Regions from separate parts of the Mus musculus genome. Here all the other regions are linked to region 1. The links are chromatin contacts, called in public Hi-C, HiCAR-type, HiChIP or PLAC-seq and Micro-C maps. All regions are on one chromosome and are shown on one strand. Each heading gives the region's core, a stretch centred on a gene start, on an enhancer-like site or on the middle of the called end of the contact. The rest is flanking DNA. Distances are from core to core; before and after follow the strand shown. Region 1 holds the start of Ltbp1 (latent transforming growth factor beta binding protein 1). Region 2 overlaps Ltbp1 (latent transforming growth factor beta binding protein 1). Region 3 overlaps Ttc27 (tetratricopeptide repeat domain 27). Region 4 overlaps Ttc27 (tetratricopeptide repeat domain 27). Region 5 overlaps Ltbp1 (latent transforming growth factor beta binding protein 1). Region 6 overlaps Ttc27 (tetratricopeptide repeat domain 27).

Region 1 (2,571 bases), core at 32-2,531:
GGAGTCTCACCCCCAGCCCCTTACCAATTTAGGACCCACAGGTGCCAGGAAACCCAAGTATACAATTTCTGGGATGCTCAAGGAGAGCTGGGTCTTTAGAGCCAGCTTTCACTCACAATCCCTTTTTCATTAGGTAAACCAAAATAAAAAACCGAGTTGCAAGAAGTTTAATTGATGCCTTGGGATTAAGCTGTAGTGACTTCATGTTTACGCCCATAGTCTAGGAGCAGAAGGGTTTGCGCACAGGAGGTTACGCCCCGGGGAAGAAATAAATGCCTTTTGTGTTTCCCCCGCAGCTGGGTAACAATGCACTGAGAGTTAAACACCAGTAAAAAGTGAGCGGGCTTCCCCCGTGCCCACCCCTTCCCGCAGCGCCTCCGGCGGGGAGGAGACGGTTCCCGGGCCTCGGCGGGTCCCGGCGCGCGAGGCAGGCAGAGCGTGGGCTTACCCCTGCAGCTGCTGCTTCTGCTGAACCTGCAGTCTGGAGCCCCCGGCGCTCTGAGCGTCCTGCTGCACTTGGGAGCGCACGACTTGCCTGCCATGTTTGGCGAAGCGAGTGACCGCGGTCTGAGCACCCGCCTTAGAGTGGAGCTGCCGGCTGGGCCCCCCCGGACGCGCGGGCTCGGGTGGCAGCGGAGATCGGAGCCCCGGCAGGGCCGCGCCGCCGGGCTGGCTGGTGCGCCGGGTCCGCTCGGCTGGGGGCCCAGCCAAGGCGCGGCTGGAGGCGGCTGTTGAGCTCCGGCTGTACCTGGCGTCCAGTGCGACGTTGAAGGTCCGCGGGGGCCCAGCCAGAGGCAAGGCTCCGGCCGGCAGTCCCGGGCCCGGGCGCACCACGTACGTGATCCTCCGCACCCGGCCGTGCGCAGACCACGCTAGCAGCCCTGCCCAGAGCAGGAGACCCCACCTGAGCCAGGCTCCCGCCATCGCGGGCAGTCTCCGGCCGCGCGGCTCGTCCTGCCCCGGCGCGCTCCCTCGGTATCCCCAAGGACTCTGCGGAGAGCCCGTGCGCCGCGGGGTGGAGACCAACTGGGTGGCCGCAGGGGAGGGAGCTTTGCGGGCGGCTGAGCGGCAGCGGACCCCAGCCGGGAGTGGAGGCGAGCAGGGGGCGGGAGTTGGGGTGGAGAGGAGGGGAGGGGCGCGAGCTGCTCAAGGTGAGGGTCCCCTGGCTCAGACGAGGTGTCGCCGGGTGCGGCTGGGGTGCTACGGGCGCCAACCCCGCGAGGGTGAGCAAGGACGACCGTGAGCGCTGGACGCTCAGAGGCAGCCCCGGCTGCAAAGTCTTTTAAAAGTTTCTTCTCCCCGGTGGAGCCCTGTGTCAGATCTGAACAGCCAATCTGCAGCAGACGTGACGTCAGGCAGCAAATCCTAATTGGGGAAAGCTCGAGATGAGCCGGAGAATGAGCCGCCACCCTCCGCATCCAGATATTGGGGCTATGGGTCGGGTGGACAGGGATTCCCGCTCCCCAGCGCCAGGAAAAGACAAAGGGCTCAGCAAGGTGAGGGAACGGCCCTTTCCTTCTAGCAGCCGGAAAGGATTCGAGTAATACAGTTTGGAAGCGCAGGCACTTTTACTCGAGTTTGCTCGGATACTGTCTGCAGAAGTTGGATTAAAACACTAGGTCCGGTCCCAGAAAAGGCTATCCGAGGTAGCGTGAGCTGTCCATTGGAAAGTGATTAGCTCTATTAGTCTGAAGGAAGGTTTTCTTTAGGACTGCAACCTCCGGAAGACTTTGTGGTACCCTGCTCCTGACATTGGAGGGTCAAGAATGCGGGATGGGCAGCAGGGGGCGCCCGTGTAGATGAAGAAAATCGCAGAGGCTGCCCTGCCGGTGGTCCTTGCAGTGGAGTGGAATGGAGCATTTAGGAATTTCTCTCTCTCTCTCTCTCTCTCTCTCTCTCTCTCTCTCTCTCTCTCTCTCTCTCGTGCAAAACAGAGTTTGAAGAAAACCAGGAAATGACGTCTTTACTGCTAACATCTGAATTAAGACAATGTCAACAGAATGAATGCTGTTTTTACATGACTGCAATCAAAAGTCCATGATAATAACTGTATATTTTTTAAAACAATTTTTTAAAGGCCCGGGACTGGAGCAATAATTCAGTGGTTAAGTGCACTGGCTGCTCTTTCAGGGGACCTGGATTAGATTCCCAACCATCCAAAATTCCAGTTCCAGGAGGTTTGATGCTCTCTTCTGACATTCAGGCGCCCATACACATATTCAGACAAAGCAGTGACACACATAAAATAAATAAATATTTTTAAGTGAATTAAAAAGGGTCTTTTCCCAGGCTTGGGTTTTCTCACATATTAGTAATTTTGATTGTTCTTTGTTTGAGGGTTTTCCCTGCATCCGCTTAGGACAACTGATAGCAAGTGAGAATAATTTCAGAAATACTGATAGTGGGAAAAATCATTCCAAGCTGAGGACTAATCTAGTCACCTACTTTTCTCTGCACATTACAGAAATACTGGTGAGCGTTTGCTCTGAGGGAAGTGGGCCTGGAGGCCAGCAGCCTGAACACAGGCTTCCAGAAGGAGCACTGTCTGAGAGAGTCACTACCATCAAAGAA
Region 2 (2,571 bases), core at 31-2,530, 250 kb before region 1:
TAAACAACGTACTAGAGCAAAGCAATTGTACTAGAGGTATTCTGTATAAAACAAAAGCCTGCTGCAACCTCTGTTAAAAGAGATGCCCTGTGCAAAATTATGTTCATAGAAACTGTATGATCTACACACAGCACAGTAAAAATCGCAAAGACCTTGGAGAAGGTCCCCAATTTCTTATTTTTGGATTCTTTGGTTTCTTGGGAAGAATCTGGGTGGAAGGTAGGTGAAACAAAATAAATATTCAATGTTTTATAGCATTAAATTATCATGTATGAGTGACCCTATTCTTAGTTTGTACCAATGAATTATCTGCATTATTTCCCAAATACAGAGACTTATCACCTAATGTATGATTCCATTTCTTTCTAGAGAATTTCCTTACCACAATGAAACTGAAGGGACTTCCTATAGTCAAAGCTGGGTAGCAAGACTGTATGGAGAAGTCAGTGAAGACTTCAGAGCAGAGGGGAAGTCCTGGGAGTTGGGGGGGGGGGGGGCTCTGAATAACAACAGTGATACATGGCATTCTCACAGCAGTCAGAGTAATAGCTGTGTTGGCCACATGCTGCTAAGTGCAGGAGGAGGAGAAAAAGGAATAAGAGAACAGAGAAAGAAGGGGAGGAGGAGGAAAATAAGCAAGGAGGAGGCATAGAAAATACATTAAAAATTGAAAATTTTCTAAAGGTACAAAACTAATCTATAGTTACAAGAGTAAGAACACTGATTACTTCTGGAATAGAAGAAAGTAAAATTTCTGGGGGAAACAGGTCAGTTGTAGGGTACAGGACATAGTCTATTTGTTGACCTGGGGAATAACTATCCAAGTATGTTTGCTTCGTGATAATGCGTTGAACTAGACAGCATGCAACTCTACCTTTGTATCTGTGCACTATTCTACACATGGATTACACACTCATAAAGAGTTTGTAAATGCAATTGCAGGTGAGTTTCATTTACCAACAAATATGATCCTTAAAAAATGTGCAATTTATTTTTTTTAAGACTAACTAAATTCTGTTATAGCTACACGTTAGGGGGACATTTTACCTATAAAGAGCCAGTCAGTGGAAGTTTGAGCAATGAGTATCACTGCCCAAATTCAGTACAAGTTCTGTTCATTTATTTTGCTCAAGTAAAACAACCAGGATAATAATAAAATGGTAGCAAAAGAAAGGGTGATGGGCAAGCCCTTCTTAACTCCTTTGAGAGGCTCATTCTGAGTCACTTACAGCTCAGTGAGGTGGGCAAGTGAATTAAGCAAATTACATCCTGCTTACTCAACCTGCTGGACTCGTGTATCTTACCCACAGCTCATGACAAACCTTCTGTTCAGCTCAGGAATGCCCTGTGTGTATTTTCAGAACAGTGAATCACTGAAAAGGTTTTCAAAACCATCTATTAAAAAACCAGCATGCATGCTACCAGTGTTAAAAGGTGTAAGGCATCTTATGGTTACATAGTTTGACACAATCTGAAGTACTTGGACAGGTTTTTGAAGGGCAGAAAACAGTTATGTTGACTTTTGTATCTGTAAAGTCATGAAACTGGTAAGTGATTTTAGGGGTAGCGAGAAATGTTAGCTTTCAAAAAATTGTTTAGCACTTAGACTTATAGCTAACTTGGTTTAGAGGACAGGGTCGTGTGTAGATCAGGTTTGCCTCTAATTCACTATAGGTAAGAGCATGACTTTGAACTATTCATTTTGTTATCCCTAGCTCCTAAAGTGCTGGGATTACAAATGTTATCATCATGGCCAGTTCAGTGGTGCTGAGGGTTAAACTCAGACACCAGTCAAACATACTACTATTGAGTTGTATAGCCTCACCCCCCCCATACTGCACACATCTGCATTTTAAATGCTCTTATCTCATGGTAGAGTGATGGTAAGGAAAGGCACTATGGAAGAGAGAAGTGTCTAGCATTTGATACTTCAATCAAAAGAGTAGGCATTCTCATTACTGTCTCCATGAGCAAAACATTCAAATGGCAGATGAAGAACACTCTAGATCTACCAGGAAACACAGCTAAATTTCTGGTTATGAAAGATGAAACAGATTATACCAATTCCATCATGCAGAGGACAGAGGGGCAGCTTTCAGAGAGGCATGTATATATATGCCATAAATCATTCTCTTGAAAAGATAATTACTGAATCACTAGAGGAGAGAGAGAGAAGAAAAGCTTTAAGGGCAATGATTTGAAAGCTTCTCAAATTAATGTGCGCACAGTTGGCTCTTTGTTTTCAGCGCACGTTGGTAAAAGATGCTCTGGGATATGAATTCACTTTGTTGAAGGAAATAATGTAACTCTAGTTATTAATCACTTTAATTTTAAATGTGCTTTGTAAACAGAGAGGACTGGAGACTGCGAGAACAATGTGGAAAGCACACGTAATTACATGCTTAATGGGTTCCTTTTGAATTTCTGTTGGGGATAACAAAATCAAAGAGCTTCAAGGCTCTAGGAAACCTAAGTGTATATATGTAATTCGAGGAAGTTCTATTTCATTTTGCCAACTAATAATGTCACAAAGGGAGGGAAATTAAGCTTTGCTCTCAATAGCAATTACAG
Region 3 (2,571 bases), core at 40-2,539, 230 kb after region 1:
CTGATGGACTCGATGCTCTCTGAAGCAGCAAAGACCACCAAACAGAATAGAGTCAACAGTCTACACAGCGCTTCTCAGCCTTCCTGATGCTGAGACCCTTTAATGCAGTTCCTCATGTTGTGGTGACCCAACCATAAAATTATTGTTGCTGTTGCTTCACAACTGTAATGCTGCTGCTGTGATGAATATAATGTAAAGTCCTGACATGTCACCGCCGCACAGGCTGAGAACCACGCGTGTGAGCTCCCTATAAGAGCTGAACTGGCCCCACTAGTAATACAGATTCACCTGGCACCTGAGCACTTTTTTCCTGCACAGACTAGACTTCTTGCTCTCTTAAGCCTGACAATCTCTTAAGCGGAGTAGCATTTAGCCACCACTAAAACTAAGAACATTAAACTAACAGACAAAAAGGGTGGAGTTCCTCCACTGAGTTCCGAGTACTTTTTTTTGATTTGCTAATTTACTAATACATCCTAACAAATCCTGCCATTGTTTGAGGTGAAATATCCTCCAACAGCTCGTGAGTTTGCACACTTAAATCTCCAGTTGGTGGTATTACACGGGGTGGGTGTGGAGTCTCTGAGGCAAGGGCCCTCGCTGGCAATAGTGGGTTACTAGATTTTCCGAGCAAATTAATTAATTTTTAGCAAGTTTTGAGATAATTTTACCATATTCAAACAAACTGGAATCCTCACAGGCTCGGTCAATAGGAAAATCAGAGCTGACATTACCAATGACCTAAATTCTCTTCCAGGTCTACCCACAAAGAAAGGATCATTTAACCTCAGGGCATTCGCCTATGAAAGGATTTTAAAAGTAGTTCTTGCCCCTTCAGCAAATCTCATGAAAGCTTTGGTAGCTTTATGGTTGTTTTAAATCTCTCTTCATTTCTGTAGCTTTATTTACTGTTTTGCCTTCCATGGGTCCCACTTGTGTGCCTCTTGCCTGCAGAGCTCAGGGCATCAGATTCCATGGAAATGGGATTGCAGATGGTTGTGGGTGCAAGGAATGGCAGCAGGGTCGTCTGCAAGAGCAACAAGTGCTCTTACCCACTCAGTCCCATCAGACACTTAAGATACACTGGTTGTTGGTACCAGTTACTAATCTCAAGTATCACGTATATTCACTGGGAGCAAAACCAGGTGTCCAAAAGTGGGGCCTCCCCACAACCCACAGGTAAGCCAGCGGATCTCAAGCTTTCCAGCGTCCTCCCGTCAGCCTCCCCAAATGCTGGGCTAAGATACACACCACTGCCCCTGTTGTTTTCAATTTGATTACTTCCTTTTAAGGACATTTCTCCTAAACTCCTTCTAAAAGCAAAGTCATTGTATAGATGGAGGCCCAGCCACCCACCGATCAGAACAATGCCCAATCTCCAGGAGCTGCAGTCTCGTGGGTCAGAGTGAATGAAGCTGCAGAATCAAAGGTGTGTCTCCCTTTTGGTGCTGTTTTCAGTAAAGATTTTCCCAGAAAACCCTACAGAAGATCAAGACTACAACTTAAAGTTTGCACAGAGAATGATTTAGTACATGAGGCAATTCTGCACTGGGTCTGGTATAATTAAAACTTTGTGTGCTTGCATCTGAGTGTATGCGCACACATCTTCAAAGAAGCAGAGCTGACCCAAAGGGCCTCCCCTGTCACTGAAGCAATCCATTCTCACTAGAAGGATATCAAAGTGTTTGGACTTTCTGAAGAGCCAATAGAGACTAGCTGATAATCTAAAAGGTCTGACTGATCACATGCCAGATCACCTTTGATTTGATTTGCTGTGCAATCTTTGTATAAGCAGGATAGAACTTATTTTTAAAATCTGAAAGAATGTACTTAACCAAATATATCAACAGTCAGGTGAAACAGCTTTCTTCTCTTTGACAGGAGCCTGAACTTAACTGTGATTTACAAATCGAGCAATCAAGTAGACTGCCACTCAGACTCTCAAGGAAAATGAAAGTCTCTGTGGGAAGGAGAATTACAACTAAAATCTACCAAGTTCCAACAGCACCCTTAAACCTACGTTAAGCCAGTATTACATAATAATTATAGGATGACACCTGTGAGAAATAGAAAGCCAGGTAAAGTGACTGGACAGCTTTTTCTAAGCCTTGTATCATCTCTTCTTGGACAATGAGCAGACTGCGAAGTGAAAAGCAGCCTCTTGCTGGAGGAACACTGAGAACTGCGCTTGCCCACTCTTCACTGCACTCAAATCTAGAACACGGAAATCAGGACTTGTTCCGCTGCTGTTGCTAACGGGAGCTGGAAGAGCTGGAGCCCCCTTCATGCTTCCACAGTGAAGGCAAACCAACAGGGGAGCCTGGGGAGGCTTGGGAGCCACACGGGTACCCACTCCCTTAGCCACACCCTGGGTCAGCACTCGTAAAACTCTTAAAACTTCTGACTTCAAGCTCCTTTGAATCTTCAAAATTTCTGAGAGACTGTAAAGGAATTTTGTTTTCATGTACTATCATCACCACATTAAGCTGGATGGAACAAGACTGAAGACCCACGCATGAGTACCTAGAACTACAACCATCTGGACAAAGATGCCAAAACACTGGAGAAAAG
Region 4 (2,571 bases), core at 53-2,552, 210 kb after region 1:
TTCTTTAGTTGTCCTTTCTTTCTCGCCTGCTTCTAGTACTGTGGGCAGAGCTGGTAAGGAGGAGAAAGAAGTACACTGACTACAGACAGCAGCAGTGGCAGAAGTGGCAGAGGACCATGGCAGCAGCAGCTGAGCGGTCAGCAAAAGCAGCAACAGAGGAGCTGTGACACCTCAGGAAGCAGAGCTGGGAAGTCAGGAGGCCACGACATTAAAGGAGCAAGGTGGCTGGGGTGCCTATCTGAAGGAGGAGTTAAACGGTTCAAGAGAGCACAACGCAGTAACAAAGAGGCAGTGGAGGGAAAAAGGACAGAGAACAGGTAGAAGCAAGGTTAGAAAGAGGTGGCAGAGAAAGAGCGGGCACTGCACAGGCTCCAGGGGGCTGTCCGTCCTTTAGAACCAAGGGTCTCAGAGTTCTGTTATTCAGAAGGCTGAAGCTGGAGCTATCAAAGGCTAAGGAATCATGGGCCTACACTGAGCTGCAGAGCCAGGGGACCTTGATTCCCAAGGCTTCAGCTGGATCTGTTCACTCCAGCAGGTCCAACTTGCTGCTGCTCACAACCTAATTACGGCTGTCCAGTGTGTACGATCTGACACTTACCCCAAGTTCTCCTTGTTTACCCATGACTCCCATCCAGGCAGGGCAGCCTGCTTGGTGACACCAACACCAGGCACATGTGGCTCCTCCAGGCGGTCAGCTTAAAGACCAACTTAAAGATCACCCTCAATACAAGGCTGCCTATCACGTGACTACGCTTATGACTACTAGGAATCCTCAACTTACCTCACCCCCATCTGCCACCCTGTTCTGATACACTGGCAACCTGAAAGTCTATATACTAGATTTAGTTTAAGTTCCATGTATCTGTAAGGTATCTAAGTTTTGAACTCTTTTTAAATAAGGAATGAACTTTTCCAAATGCTGGTGCTTTTGCATTTGTGATGAAGTACAGGTAATACAGACTGTCAGGTGTACTCTGGACATGGACTGAAAATGTACAAAACAATTTCCAAGGGAAAATAATCATAAGCCAAAACAAATATGAAATTTTATAGTTCAATGTTTTAGGATACAAGTTTCCTCTATTACCAAATAATAAAATGGTTTTTAATGTATCTGAACAAAACTCTGTGAGCCATAAAGACAAACAGTTAACAAAAACGTCATACGATAGTGGCCACACCAATAAGCTTACAGTGTGGTTCAAAGCATTTCTCTTGACAGGAAGGCATTTAAACTTTGCACCACACCATTCCACAAATTCCAAAGCTGACTCACATAAAATCCCTTCCATTTCTATTCCGTTATAGTGGATTCTGTGGTCTGGAATAAACATCAGCCACCACACTGCAGATGTGGCCACATGCACTGTCTCCTGGCAATCTGATGCCATGACTGTGAAGGGAACAAACGCCGGCAAGTCCATGACACCCGCTGAAGAAGGAATTCTGGAATTGTCTTCTTGGTGCCTTAGACTACAGCACCTACAAGCTCAGAGCTTTGTCTGCTGAGAGACAGGGCACCATGAAGGTAGACAGTGAGAGACAGGCCAGCTGCTTCCAGACCCACTCAGACAGCTGAAGGAAGGGAAAGGAACGGCCCTTGGTGTTTTCCATCCTCAGGGCGGTGAACCAGAGGATTTCTGATGCTCGCAGAGGGTCTGCTGCGCTGGTGGCTGTCAGGCCACAGGACTGCGGGAGCACAGCTGGGCAGACTCAGACGTTAGCGCTGGGCAAAGCCGGAGGCAATCAAATAGGTTCCACTTTATTATTATTATTTTCTCAATGGAATTTTAGCTATACATTGTTTTTGCTTTTTATTCTTTAGCAAATGCTGTGGATGCACTTGGGACTATGGCAAAAACAACACTGAGTGACCTTAGAAGCTGGGAACTTCTCCGGGACACTGGGCTGGAGCCCTGCTGATTCCTGAGGAAAAGCCACCCAGAGAAGCCTTGAGATGAGGACAAGAATCCCAGCTGGCCTCAGGCTATTGGAAGTGTAGAGGACCTGTTGGTGGGGCATCCTAAGCCCCAGGACACACCCCATGAAGTGCCCACTTCACCACCAGCTAATTGTAACTTCTGAGAAATCCCAAAGCCCAGTCAAGCTCTCCCCAGAAGTCAAGCTCTCCCCAGAAGTCAAGCTCTCCCCAGAAGTCAAGCTCTCCCCAGATTCCTGTGGCACAGAGACACAGGAGAAACAAACATCTTGAAGGGGTGATTACGTGGGTTTGAGCCACTATGTTTTGGGCAGACTCATACATAGCACAGGAAATGCAGGAGAGTGAGCCACGGGACCAGTTACTCCATCACAGCCAGGCGCAGAAGAGGCCAATGGTCATGAAACACCAGACTCAAGAACTTTTGGATTAGTCAAGAAACAGAAACTTCCAACTTCTTCTGGCCCCTATACCAGCAGAGGCAGCAGTCCTCTCTCTCCCAATCTACATTACTTCACCTAAGACTGATGCCTGCACCATTCATCCTATTAGTCATGGCTTCTAGACACATAAATTCACACATAGAAGCCACTGAAAGGTTTTAATTTATAGAGAGAAAATCTTGGGATCAA
Region 5 (2,571 bases), core at 50-2,549, 190 kb before region 1:
GGTCAACCTTGGGGATCTTCCTCAATTGCTTTCTACCTTAACTTCTGAAATAGTATCTCTCATCCAACCTGGAGCTGGCTAACTCAGTTACATTGGTCAGGACCCCAAGGATCCATCAGGCTCCAGAGGCCCTAGCACTGAGATTACAGAGACCCACTACCACATCTAGCCTTTCCGTTGGCACTGGAGATCTAGCTCAGGTTCTTATGTGTGCACAGCAAGCATTTTACCAAGGAAGCCACCTCCCAGCATTCCTGCCTTTTTAGCTTATAAAAATTTGATTTAAGAAATTAAATGACAAAAACTGAGAAACAGAAGATGGGCTGGAGAGATGTCTCCGTGATTAAAAACACTTGTCCTTCCAGAGGATATCAGCTCAGTTCCCAGAACCCACAAAGGGCAGCTGACATTTGCCTGTAACTTCAGCTCCAGGGGATCCAGTGTTCTCTTCTGGCTTAGGCAGGTCCTGCACCCACATGTGTGCATATACACACAGAGACATATAAATCAACTAAAGAATTTTTTGAGAGAGAGAGAGAGAAGAAGAATAAAAATTCCTCCCTGGATTTAGAACCTGTGATGTTCTCTAAAGCATTAAACAATGACTGGCAGCTCTCTGAACACTCAAACTCTCTGTGTTGCCTGCTAAATGACTGAAAAGCCAGGCCTTGACTACCCAGCAAGCATCCAAAGTTCAGAAGAGTGGATGCCATTCACTGGCTCAGCCTGAAGGACTCGACGTTCTCATTATTTGTGACAGTGTATCCAGGAAGTATAAGACACAATGACAAGCAAAAATGCTTATCTCTGACATTACGAGAAGGACCTAGGCAGGGCCGAGAAGAGACAAGGACACACACAGCTGTCATGACCACAGCCACCACTCGCCAGCCGATGCTTTGTCCTCTTTCAGAAGCAAGCTTAGGGACCTTAAGCCCCTGTATTCCCATCTCATTGTCTGACTGACATTTGCGTTTTGCCACAGCTGAGTCACAAAGATAACATGTTTCCTGTTTCATCATACGATGCGCTAGACTAACAATGTGTCTTCCCTATTGAAGAATGGGGAAGAGGTCCACCCAGTGTTCTTACCACTTGGAAGGGGAGTATTTTCTGACATCAGAGCTGCCTAGCTCTATAACCCATATTGGCATTAGAGGAGAGGGAAGGAGAGAAGGACTCACTATTTGCAGTGTTTAAAAGTTACTTCCCCCAAACCTGAATCTCTGCTTTAGAGTCCAGTAAGTACAAGGATTCTGAGTAATACATGTGAATCACAGGAAAGAGACTTTACATCTCTCCAAAAAGACGGTGGGGCATTTAGGTGAACACAATGTCTATGAATCAGACCTGCTTTCTCTCTTCACGTCTGTTCAATGATCAATTGGGAAACCCTCCAGTTGGTAGCTGGAGAGGAGTTAAGCCCACCTGGATTTCCAGAAAACACTGAGGACTCTCATCTCATGTCTTCCTCTGGGATGACCCAGAAATCACTCAGAACTTAGTATCATTCCTGTCCAGGCCCACAGCAGCTCTCAGGGGTAGGAAGCCACTTTCTGTGACTAGGAATGAGGATCTGACTTCCTGCAGGACTTGAGGACGCTACTCTAGGTGAGGACTTGTATTTAGAATCATGAATCCCCAAGAACTGCCTTCAAAATTCTCCACTTCAGTCTGTATGAAGTTTATGTGACACCCCATGCTTGTTCTCATGCCCAACAAAGGTTTGTGTAATAATTGAGATATATTCTGTTTTACACATATAGTCTGCCTTGAGTAATGTCATCTCAGCTTCTCCTGGGTACCCAATAGCTCTTATCCTCACCTTAATTGGGTAATAATCCAGGAACGTATATTTGCATTTCATCACCTGGGACAAAGTCCCCCTGACATCACCTCTCATTCACTACCAGTCCTTCCTCAGAGCAACAGCACCCTCAGGGAGTCACCTTCAAACTCTCTAGATAGGAAAACCTCTCAAAGCTCATCACTCCCATTTGACAGCATGGATGAGAGTCCAGTGCCAGGGTTCTCAACTTGGACTACACGTCCACTCCAGCATAGAGAAGACAGCATGAAACAACGGTGGGTACAGGAGAACACAGTACTGGATTCTGAGCTTCAAACCTGCCTTTTCAAACAAACTTGCTCCATGGTGCTGAGCAGTTATTTAACCTCATCTATAGAATGCCTGCAGACCCCTGATTTCTCAGCCACTGGGCATTGGGCATACAGACAGCACTCCACAGTGCTGTTACAAATCCAAGGTTCCTCTTCCTCCTTCATAAACGTATATGCCACTCATTAAACTTCAGGGTCTTCATGTGTTTCCCACTAGGAGCTTATGTCTAAGGTCAAAAAGGCAAAACAGCTGAACCAAAGCATTTAGCCGGATATGGTGGCACACACCATATCCATATGTAACCTTAGTACTTTGGAGGTGAAAGCAGGAGGATCAGGAGTTCAAAATCATCCTTACTGTATGATGAATGAGCATCCAGCCTGGGTCATATGAGTGTAATGCAAATGATCCAAGGCTGCTTCAAGCATCCTGTAAGACACAGGGCAGAC
Region 6 (2,571 bases), core at 29-2,528, 160 kb after region 1:
TGTTACTAGGTGTTCTACTGCTATGAAGAGCTGCCACAAGGACAGGACAGCAATTAACTGGGGCTCGCTTAAAGTTTTTCAGAGGTTTACTCAATTTTTAACATGATGAGGAGCATGGCAGCATGCAGGCAGACATAGTGCTGGATAAATAGCTGAGAGCTGAGAGTTCTACATCCAGATCCACAGACAGCAGGGGTGGAGGTAGGGTGGGAGGAGAGGGAGGAGGGGGAGGGGGAAAAGAGAGGAGAGGAGAAGAGAAGAGAAGAGGGGAGACAGAGACAGAGACAGAGACAGAGACAGAGACAGGTCCCAGCCTGAGCTTGAAATGTGCAAAGCCACACCTTCTAATCCTTTCAAGTGGTGGCACTCCCTAGTGATCAAGCAATCAAATCTACAGGTGTTCTCATTCCAACCAGCACAGCTGCTGGGTATTTAAGAGCATGTTCTTTACTTTTCATCATTCTGTAAATTTTTTGTTTTACTTTTGTTTTTGTTTTCTTTTTGGTTGTTGTTGTTTTCCTGTGGAAAAGATACTTTATAAAATATTCCTTTCAAATCTACTGAGACTAATTTGAGAGTTAACCTCATCTAGAAAGTGCACTTGAGGAAAACACGGAAGCCATAGTTTTAGTTTTACAGAGTACTACAGGCATTTGTATAAAATTCAATAATGTGAAAACGCTTGCTTCTGTAATTCCACAGGTGCCTCTTTCTAATGTTTATGTCAACAGACTGTCTTTAGATATTGTGTACTTCATATGTAAACCAAATTCTTTAAACGAATTCATTACAAACTGTACAGAAAACCAACTGTAGATGAAGCATGTAGAAAACAAAGAGTTTATTGTAATAAACCTATTACAATAATGTTTATGCACTGAATCGAGTGTGACATGTGTCCCTTCATCCAGGCTGAGTCAGCATCTGACTTGATGAGTCAGCATCCAAACACTCCACACCCCTGTCAGAAGCTCCCGAAGGGGAGGCTTGCAGTGACAAATCCCTGGAGGTTTAAAACCTGACAATGTCCTAATTTGCCCCTCACCTCTTTTGTTAAGTTGTGTTAAATGGCCTGGGCTGGCCTCACACTGTGACCCTCAGCCTCAGCCTCTCAGTACTTGGACACCGCTGTTCCCAGCTGCTCGGTTTTCTTGGCTGGCAGATGGTGGGGCTTGTGTTGTTTGGTTTTGTGTTTTATGCTCAACATCTATGTCTCCCCTCTATGCCAGACCACGCTTGAGGAATGTACCAAGTGCAGCTGTGTGAGCACCACACAGGTCCTGGAAGAGCGAAGGCCTCACACATAACAGAGAGGCAGTTCTAACATAAACAAACGCTGGCCAGTCTGGCAAAAGAGCATTTCCATCTTCTCCCCTAACACACTAACCTTGACGTCCTCAGCCAAATCTCATCACAGTCTTGGCCTGCTGCACAGAGTTCAGCCCTCTGAATCCTGGAGGTCTTCAGAGCAGGAAGGAATAGGACTACCTCGGGTCCTGTTACAAAAACTTCCAGATGGGCTTCAGGCCAGAAATGAAGCAATTTCCCACCTCCACTGTTTGCCTAACTCTGCTCTACTTGGAGTTCTCCAAGTAAGATGCTGTTTCCTGGACTGATAACCTAACTCTTGGATTCCCAAAAGCCTCATTAGGAAGAGAAGACAGAAGCTGAGCATTTTCCTTTGTGTTCCTTCTTGATAACAAAAACAAAACAAAAAGCTCTAAGGGGTTGTGATGGATTGGTGCTAGGAAAATGGCTCAGTGAGTAATGTCCTTGCTCAAAATGTGAAGCCCTCAGTTTGAATCTGCAGCACCCCTCGTACCAGGTGCGCCTATAATCCTAGAACTAGGGAGGCAGAGACAGGAGGATGGCTGGGGCTCACTGGCTGTCTATGCTTGCCAGGTGCACAGGTTCCACCTCAGTGAGAGACCCTGCCTATGAAAATAAGGTGATGAGGCACAACTAACACGGGATCACTGGCCTCCACAGGCACATGTATGCATACATCTGCATGTGTATACTCACGAGCACACACACACGTACACACACGTACACACACGTACACACACACACACACACACACACACACACACACACACACACACACACACGTGCGAGCCAGATTTCCAGCCCTGGCTTTCCTGCCTTCTACTGCCTGCCAGCTAAAACACATCTACTTTATTAGCTTACCTTGCTGAGCCTCAGGTTCCTCCAGTAAAACAGAGATAGCATCTATTTTCCAAAGCTGTAATTTATACAAAGTGAGCCTGTTTCCTCTCTCTTTCTCTCAGGTAATACTCAATCATCATTTATTCTCAGACTTTAATTTGGTTGGCAACCTGCCCTGCTGACCATCAATAGCACCTTTTCATGACTCCAAAGAAAATATCTGCCAGAAATCTACACAAAGAATACCACCGACACACAGCTACACGGGACAGTTTTGTGATACTCGAGGAAAGCGACAGTGAGCTGTGGTAACAGAAGCCTCAAAGCTGTTTCTTAGTTGGGGGAAGGGTGGTGGCTCAACTGACTAAACTGGAACATAAATAGGACTCTGCAGTGACAAAA

The links. HiChIP or PLAC-seq counts read pairs in DNA pulled down with a chosen protein or histone mark. Hi-C and Micro-C count contacts between places; a contact is called where the count stands out from the background. HiCAR-type assays count read pairs that join an accessible place to other places.
Region 2: a contact with region 1 is called in a FOXA1 HiChIP or PLAC-seq map of pancreatic cancer cells. The contact joins the enhancer-like site here to the promoter of Ltbp1 in region 1. A contact is called at or near these places in 4 of 39 promoter capture datasets (the HPC-7 cell line, cranial neural crest, frontonasal cranial neural crest and 1 more), 2 of 484 Hi-C or Micro-C datasets (cumulus cells and muscle stem cells), 2 of 115 datasets of contacts at active chromatin or transcription factors (embryonic fibroblasts and pancreatic cancer cells) and 1 of 9 other capture datasets (adipose tissue).
Region 3: a HiCAR-type map of embryonic stem cells shows a contact between it and region 1, with 4 times the contacts expected there. The contact joins the enhancer-like site here to the promoter of Ltbp1 in region 1. A contact is called at or near these places in 10 of 39 promoter capture datasets (the HPC-7 cell line, HPC-7-derived erythroid cells, cranial neural crest and 7 more), 3 of 484 Hi-C or Micro-C datasets (embryonic stem cells and nephron progenitors), 14 of 115 datasets of contacts at active chromatin or transcription factors (craniofacial prominence, embryonic basal ganglia, embryonic hindbrain and 6 more) and 2 of 9 other capture datasets (adipose tissue and pancreatic islet).
Region 4: a Micro-C map of the HL-1 cell line shows a contact between it and region 1, with 3 times the contacts expected there. The contact joins the enhancer-like site here to the promoter of Ltbp1 in region 1. A contact is called at or near these places in 22 of 39 promoter capture datasets (the 3T3-L1 cell line, 3T3-L1-derived adipocytes, the C10 cell line and 11 more), 76 of 484 Hi-C or Micro-C datasets (the 3T3-L1 cell line, 3T3-L1-derived adipocytes, the 4T1 cell line and 46 more), 26 of 115 datasets of contacts at active chromatin or transcription factors (T-cell acute lymphoblastic leukemia, bone marrow-derived dendritic cells, bone marrow-derived macrophages and 17 more) and 7 of 9 other capture datasets (adipose tissue, bone marrow-derived macrophages, embryonic stem cells and 4 more).
Region 5: a contact with region 1 is called in an SMC1A HiChIP or PLAC-seq map of the NIH/3T3 cell line, with 7 times the contacts expected there. The contact joins the enhancer-like site here to the promoter of Ltbp1 in region 1. A contact is called at or near these places in 6 of 39 promoter capture datasets (the 3T3-L1 cell line, 3T3-L1-derived adipocytes, the HPC-7 cell line and 3 more), 1 of 15 datasets of contacts at CTCF or cohesin (the NIH/3T3 cell line), 4 of 484 Hi-C or Micro-C datasets (3T3-L1-derived adipocytes, adipose-derived mesenchymal stem cells, embryonic fibroblasts and 1 more), 1 of 115 datasets of contacts at active chromatin or transcription factors (the NIH/3T3 cell line) and 1 of 9 other capture datasets (adipose tissue).
Region 6: a Hi-C map of nephron progenitors shows a contact between it and region 1, with 2.2 times the contacts expected there. The contact joins the enhancer-like site here to the promoter of Ltbp1 in region 1. A contact is called at or near these places in 19 of 39 promoter capture datasets (the 3T3-L1 cell line, 3T3-L1-derived adipocytes, the HPC-7 cell line and 11 more), 1 of 484 Hi-C or Micro-C datasets (nephron progenitors), 16 of 115 datasets of contacts at active chromatin or transcription factors (craniofacial prominence, embryonic basal ganglia, embryonic fibroblasts and 10 more) and 4 of 9 other capture datasets (adipose tissue, embryonic stem cells, liver and 1 more).

The regions. Positions count from the first base shown.
Region 1 is chr17:75,004,239-75,006,809 of GRCm38.p6, reverse strand. It overlaps Ltbp1 (latent transforming growth factor beta binding protein 1), which reads right to left and starts at 1,281. Exons shown (of 34, transcript NM_019919.4): 1 at 449-1,281. The coding sequence starts at 924.
Region 2 is chr17:75,254,895-75,257,465 of GRCm38.p6, reverse strand. The region is part of intron 9 of Ltbp1 (latent transforming growth factor beta binding protein 1); the gene reads right to left. Among named protein-coding and RNA genes, the nearest start is that of Rasgrp3, 180 kb to the left of the region's middle. Within about 2 kb of position 1,280, at least 45 of the 459 cell types and tissues checked have an H3K27ac peak or open chromatin away from gene starts, as enhancers often do. A contact at or near this core is called in embryonic fibroblasts, muscle stem cells and pancreatic cancer cells, where this site is marked.
Region 3 is chr17:74,772,534-74,775,104 of GRCm38.p6, reverse strand. The region is part of intron 10 of Ttc27 (tetratricopeptide repeat domain 27); the gene reads right to left. Among named protein-coding and RNA genes, the nearest start is that of Ttc27, 56 kb to the right of the region's middle. Within about 2 kb of position 1,289, at least 12 of the 459 cell types and tissues checked have an H3K27ac peak or open chromatin away from gene starts, as enhancers often do. A contact at or near this core is called in embryonic stem cells and stem cell-derived epiblast-like cells, where this site is marked.
Region 4 is chr17:74,795,227-74,797,797 of GRCm38.p6, reverse strand. The region is part of intron 12 of Ttc27 (tetratricopeptide repeat domain 27); the gene reads right to left. Among named protein-coding and RNA genes, the nearest start is that of Ttc27, 79 kb to the right of the region's middle. Within about 2 kb of position 1,302, at least 42 of the 459 cell types and tissues checked have an H3K27ac peak or open chromatin away from gene starts, as enhancers often do. A contact at or near this core is called in the C2C12 cell line, the HL-1 cell line, adipose-derived mesenchymal stem cells and 5 more, where this site is marked.
Region 5 is chr17:75,198,254-75,200,824 of GRCm38.p6, reverse strand. The region is part of intron 5 of Ltbp1 (latent transforming growth factor beta binding protein 1); the gene reads right to left. Among named protein-coding and RNA genes, the nearest start is that of Ltbp1, 190 kb to the right of the region's middle. Within about 2 kb of position 1,299, at least 61 of the 459 cell types and tissues checked have an H3K27ac peak or open chromatin away from gene starts, as enhancers often do. A contact at or near this core is called in the HPC-7 cell line and the NIH/3T3 cell line, where this site is marked.
Region 6 is chr17:74,845,073-74,847,643 of GRCm38.p6, reverse strand. The region is part of intron 16 of Ttc27 (tetratricopeptide repeat domain 27); the gene reads right to left. Among named protein-coding and RNA genes, the nearest start is that of Gm31759, 100 kb to the left of the region's middle. Within about 2 kb of position 1,278, at least 81 of the 459 cell types and tissues checked have an H3K27ac peak or open chromatin away from gene starts, as enhancers often do. A contact at or near this core is called in 3T3-L1-derived adipocytes, adipose tissue, embryonic fibroblasts and 5 more, where this site is marked.